Linked DNA regions of Ovis aries: region 1 is linked to region 2. A link is a contact called in public Hi-C data. All regions are on one chromosome and are shown on one strand. The core of a region is the stretch at or near the end of the contact, and the rest is flanking DNA. Distances in the headings are between cores, read along the strand shown. Region 1 overlaps PLB1 (phospholipase B1). Region 2 overlaps SLC4A1AP (solute carrier family 4 member 1 adaptor protein).

The links. A called contact is a pair of places that touch in the nucleus more often than the background predicts.
Region 1: a Hi-C map of liver shows a contact between it and region 2, with 3 times the contacts expected there. The contact joins two enhancer-like sites. A contact is called at or near these places in 4 of 16 Hi-C or Micro-C datasets (hypothalamus, liver and tail adipose tissue).

The regions. Positions count from the first base shown.
Region 1 is chr3:35,509,882-35,512,617 of ARS-UI_Ramb_v3.0, reverse strand. PLB1 (phospholipase B1) reads right to left here. Exons shown (of 59, transcript XM_042245932.2): 21 at 1,654-1,697. Among named protein-coding and RNA genes, the nearest start is that of PLB1, 72 kb to the right of the region's middle. Within about 2 kb of position 1,312, at least 16 of the 54 cell types and tissues checked have an H3K27ac peak or open chromatin away from gene starts, as enhancers often do. A contact at or near this core is called in liver, where this site is marked.
Region 2 is chr3:34,715,099-34,717,854 of ARS-UI_Ramb_v3.0, reverse strand. The region is part of intron 13 of SLC4A1AP (solute carrier family 4 member 1 adaptor protein); the gene reads right to left. Among named protein-coding and RNA genes, the nearest start is that of SLC4A1AP, 29 kb to the right of the region's middle. Within about 2 kb of position 1,369, at least 13 of the 54 cell types and tissues checked have an H3K27ac peak or open chromatin away from gene starts, as enhancers often do. A contact at or near this core is called in liver, where this site is marked.

The sequences.
Region 1 (2,736 bases), core at 63-2,562, 790 kb before region 2:
GCATGCAGTTGCCTCTGCCGAGAACGTTCCATTCCCTTTCCTTATCTGATGAATTCCAGTGCTTAAAGCCCCGCTTTCAAAAGGCAAGGTTAACAACTTTCTTATTTACTTTCCCCTAAACTTGGTACGTGGCAATAATGATTGGTATGCGTGTCTGTCTTTAGGGAGACATGGCCCTAAACAGACATTAGTAATGTCATCAGGGCAGGGGCCTTGTCTAATTGTCCTGTTTCGCAAGCATCCAGCACAGGAGTATTTGCTGGATTAAACTGAAGAGGGAGTTGAATTGAGCTTCCGCTCTGACCCTATGTTTTCATAAGTTTTCCAACACATGGCTATACGATTATTTCCACATAGATTATCTGGTCCCTACCATCAATCTGTCTTCACAGCTTTAGTAAGGAAGTCTGAATAGGCCATGTTCCACTGCTGAGCTAAGCTTGTCAGGGGCATCCACCTAAGGCGTGACTTTTTCTCAATTTTTCCACGAATCATTTTAGTGGACGACCTTGAATCGGATGCTTTCCAGTCATGTTATTGACCACAACTGCATGGCAATCAGAGAGCCCAGCAAAGCGTGGTGTACACTAGCCCAGCTCACAGCCCAGTCAATTACATTCACAAAAGCAACGCCAACCATCTCCTCGCAATAGTGGAGTTTATTCATAGCTCTTTTGTGTGGACCTAAAAATAAAGAAGACAAGGGGTACTTGTGCCACAGAACCGTACCTACTTACACTCAACAGGATTTGCGAATAGCAAGAACAGATAGCCCATGAAGTCCAACCAGTTCTGCTTGTGTAGCAATCAAGCCATCTTTATCATCAAAGTCTGACTTTAGAGCTGAAACTGCTAAAGTTAATTTCTTAACTGCTAAAGATATATTACCAAGGGATAATTACAAGAAAAGCAAACGAGAACGGGACCGATTAAATTCCGCTCTGGCAAAATTGTTAGCCAGAAGATTTTGAGGGAAAATAACACATATTTTATGAGTGCTTTGAGAACAAGCACTGTGTATGCACTAAGGAGAATGAAAAGATGAATAAGATAACACCACTGAAAGAATGTAGTCAGGCTTAAACAAATCGTTCCAAACAGGTTGTTGATGAAGCAATTTAAGGAAAATGCTGCGCCCCAAATATTGCTGTGTTTGCATGGCCTGAACAAGGTAACTTCACCTCTGCTGCTGCCATCGCAGCTTTCCCTAAACCGGACACACAGGAATTCAACGTCTTTGTATGCAGTGGTGCCTAACGCAGTCCAAGCCTAAGCCAACGCCTCCCAGAAATGTACTCTGGTCAGAATGACAGGCAAAGCAGAGAGGGGTTTCCTTTCCTTCCTTCTTCAATCACTGCTTAATAATAACTTGCACTAAGAGCTGGATGGAGCATTCTTTCTCTCTTACTCTCTTCCTTCCTCAGACAAATACAATTTCTCTTTTTTTAAAAAAAGAAAAAATCTGCAAGGCTTTAATTACTCTCAAGAAGCAGAGCGAGGAGACCGTCTTGGGGAAGCAGCGCCCCCTGCCGAACACGGCTGTCTTCTGCAGCCCGGTTCCCTGCTAAGCCCATGGTCACCGCCAGGGGGAGCTGCCGAAACGCGCAGGGCTGCGGCGGGCCCGCCCCGAACCCCGGGGGAGCGCGTACTCACTGGGCAGGGTGATGACGCTGCTGAGGTTCTGGTCGCCGCCCACACTACGTCGTCGTCGTGGGGACAAAAAAGAAAATGAAGGTTAAAACTGCCAGCAACGCTGAAACACCCCAGACACTAGCAAGACACACCTTCCTCCTTCTGAGAAACACTCAAGGGGCTTGGGTCTTTCCCTTTCCTCATTATTTCTATAGAAAAACTGAAAAAAAAAAAAAAAAAAAAACAAAACCCAGAACACAGCAACTTTTCTCTACTTGCCCCACAAACCAGAATGTCCAAATAAAAAACTTGTTTAAACCGACGGGGCTGACATTTGTTTTTTAAGTTTGAGCTTTAACCTCGAGGCAAGGGAATTAAGTGGGCCCCTTCATTAAAAAGAAAAAAAAAAAGTTTGCCCTCATGGTTTTCTTCCTGTTTGGCTTGGGGAAAGTCTTTAAAGGGTGTCTTCTAGAGAGCCTTCTCCATCTTCCAAACCACTTCTAAAATTCCAAATCAAAGTTGGATGGGTTTCTAGGCATGAAAATACACAGCGTTCCAAAGTTGATTGGATTCCCTGCTTTTCCATATCTCCTCGTTCTCTGCCAAGTACGTCTGGGAACATTTCAAAGGTTCCCAAAACGGTGTGGGGTTTAACTCTGCGGAGCATCATCAGGGAGGAGGCCAGGGACTCAGCACTCAGGTCCAAGCTGGTGCCAGAGATGATGGATTGCAGGCTGAGGAAACACCACACCTGCCCTCTCATGTTGGCATGCGCCAGACTTTCAAAGGTGAAGCTGTAGTGGTGCTCACCACAGTCCGCGGTGCCTGGATTTGATTACAGGCGGAGCGGGGCCAGCATGCACAAGATATATATACATGATTAGGAGAGGTGCTGGATTAGGGGTCAGGAGCCATCTACCCTACTTTTTGCTCCTTTATCATCTGTGTAATCTTGGACAGGTTACTTGTCCTCTCTGAGCCATGCTTCTCGTCTGTTAAATGAAGGCCCTTCAGTAGTGATCCCAGCTATGATTTTTACCTTCCTTTCTGTCAGGCACTGTGCTAGGCATTTAAATTCTCTCTAAGCCTCGTGACCTGGGCACT
Region 2 (2,756 bases), core at 120-2,619:
GAGGGCAAGAATTCTTCTCTGACTTTACAGATGAGAAAACCAAGACTTGTTTAAGGTCAGCAACTTAGGGCTTCATGGCTTAAGGGTCACAGAGCCAAATATGAGATAGTTTTGTGACTACAGCATCTTCCCACCTCATCACAGTTCTTTTTTAAAAAATGTATTTATTTGGCTGCGCCAGGTCTTAGTTGCTGCATGTGGGATCTTCAGTCTTCATTGCAGCAGGCAGAATCTTTTAGCTGAGGCATGTGGGATCTTAGTTGTAGTCTGGGATCTAGTTCCCTGACCGGGGATCAAACCTGGACCCCCTGCCCTGGGAGCGCAGTCTTAGCTACTGGACCACCAGGGAAGTCCCACCATAGTTCCTTGAATTTCACTCCTTGGTATACCTGTTTCATTCCACCATATTGTTACTTAATGTTCTTCTTTAAATAAACTCACCTTAAAAGTTGACCTCATTCTATGCAACATTACATACGTGTATGTATGTATAAATAATGCATGTATTTATATTCACAACTGCTAAAATTAAACATGTTCGTTCTCCTCCCCCAAAGTCAACTTTCATAATGCCAGCGATGCTGGTGCACACTTTGAGAAACTGTCCAACTGTCCTCCGCCCTCCCTGCATTACTAATGATGGATTGTCACAGGCTGGCAGCCAAGTGGCTGCCTTTGTTGAAATGTTCAGCCAGTAGGATCACTCAGGGCCACCACTGTCGTTGTTAGGGCTGTGCCTCCAAATCACAGAATTACTAAAACAGAGGGGATAAGAGACGTCATAGAATCCAACTCCTAAGGGACAGAGTCTTATACAGCACACCCATTCACAGTCCTAAAGGTTAAGGGAGCAGCACACAGAGACAAAAAGACAAATGAGCTGGAGTCTTTGCTCGAGAAACTCACAAACCTTACAAACATAAACAACTGAAAACTAAAAGGAATAAGCAAAGAATCTGGAATTATGGTTCCACCATGAACTTGGCATGCCTTTGAGCGAGTTGCTTCATTTTCTGAGCCTCAGTTTCCTTAGACAAAAGGTGATAATAGCTCCTCTTTTTACCTTTAAGACAGATAGCAGCAGCAGCAAACTCCTCCATAGAATATTTGCATTAAGACTGGAGAATGACTTTCTCCAGGTTAAACAAAGCACCAGAAATAACAGGCTGGGAAGAGATTTGGGGAGCTTGTCAGTGTCCCTAATTTGCTGCTACTGGGTCTTAGGCCTGGGAAGGCTCTGGTGCCCTGAACCAGCTTGGTGCCCTGAAGTCTTTCAGAATCCTGATTGTGGAGGAGTTGAGGATCTTCTGCTTTGAAACGTTTGCTTCTGGCAGTCAACTCCTATATAGCGATGGAGCTTTACTGCCCTCTTGTGGTCACTCCCTGACATAGTTGCATTGACTTTTGGAGGGCTGTGCGTGACAGCCTGAGGAAACCAGAGCCAACCCTCCAGATCAAGATTTTCCAGGGCCAGCGGAGGACTTAAAACCCAAATTAAAGCCAGCTGCTGTAACCCAGAGCTCCTTGATGGGAAGGGGTAGCTCTGCCTGATTTTGCCCCAAGTAGGACACGAATCCAGGCCTCTGCCTGAGTTAACACTGCTAAAATGGTAGGTGCTGAGATTATCCAGCTTGTCTGGAAAAATTCTAGAAACAAAGAGCTCTAAGGCCCCATTTCTGCCTGGAAAACCCAATGCTAAGAAGGGCCAGGCCGTGAACTTGCCCTCCAACCCTCAGTCATGTGAAGCAAGTTAGCTGAGCACCTATTTTGTGAACTGGTAGGTTCCATGAGGTGCAGGTGGAGTACAAAATAAGATAGTTCCTGCCCTCAACTCATAATGCTTACAAACGTAAATGGCCCAAGCACACACATAATTAACAGCTGTCAGGCCATCCAAGCAAGACCCATCACAGAAGCAGAAATACAGTGTGTAGGGCTGCTGGGGAGAGGGGGGTTTAGTGACAATCAGGATGATCAAGGTTTCCTGAAGATAGTGAGACTCAGGCTGAACTTTTGAAAAATGAGTAGGACTTTACCCAGTAGACACAAGCCAGGAGGACATTGCATGCTGCATGCCCAGGTGCTTCAGTTCAGTTCAGTTCAGTTCAGTTGCTCAGTCATGTCCGACTCTTTGCGACCCCATGAATCGCAGCACACCAGGCCTCCCTGTCCATCACCAACTCCCGGAGTTCACTCAGACTCACGTCCATCGAGTCAGTGATGCCATCCAGCCGTCTCATCCTGTCGTCCCCTTCTCCTCCTGCCCCCAATCCCTCCCAGCATCAGAGTCTTTTCCAATGAGTCAACTCTTTGCATGAGGTGGCCAAAGTACCGGAGTTTCAGCTTTAGCATCATTCCTTCCAAAGAAATCCCAGGGTTGATCTCCTTCAGAATGGACTGCTTGGATCTCCTTGCAGTCCAACGGACTCTCAAGAGTCTTCTCCAACACCACAGTTCAAACGCATCAATTCTTCAGCACTCAGCCTTCTTCACAGTCCAACTCTCACATCCATACATGACTACTGGAAAAACCATAGCATTGACTAGATGGAACTTAGTCGGCAAAGTAATGTCTCTGCTTTTGAATATGTTGTCTAGGTTCGTCATAACTTTCCTTCCAAGGAGTAAGCATCTTTTAATTTCATGGCTGCAGTCACCATCTGCAGTGATTTCGGAGTCCTCAAAAATAAAGTCTGACACTGTTTTCACTGTTTCCCATCTATTTCCCATGAAGTGATGGGACCGGATGCCATGAT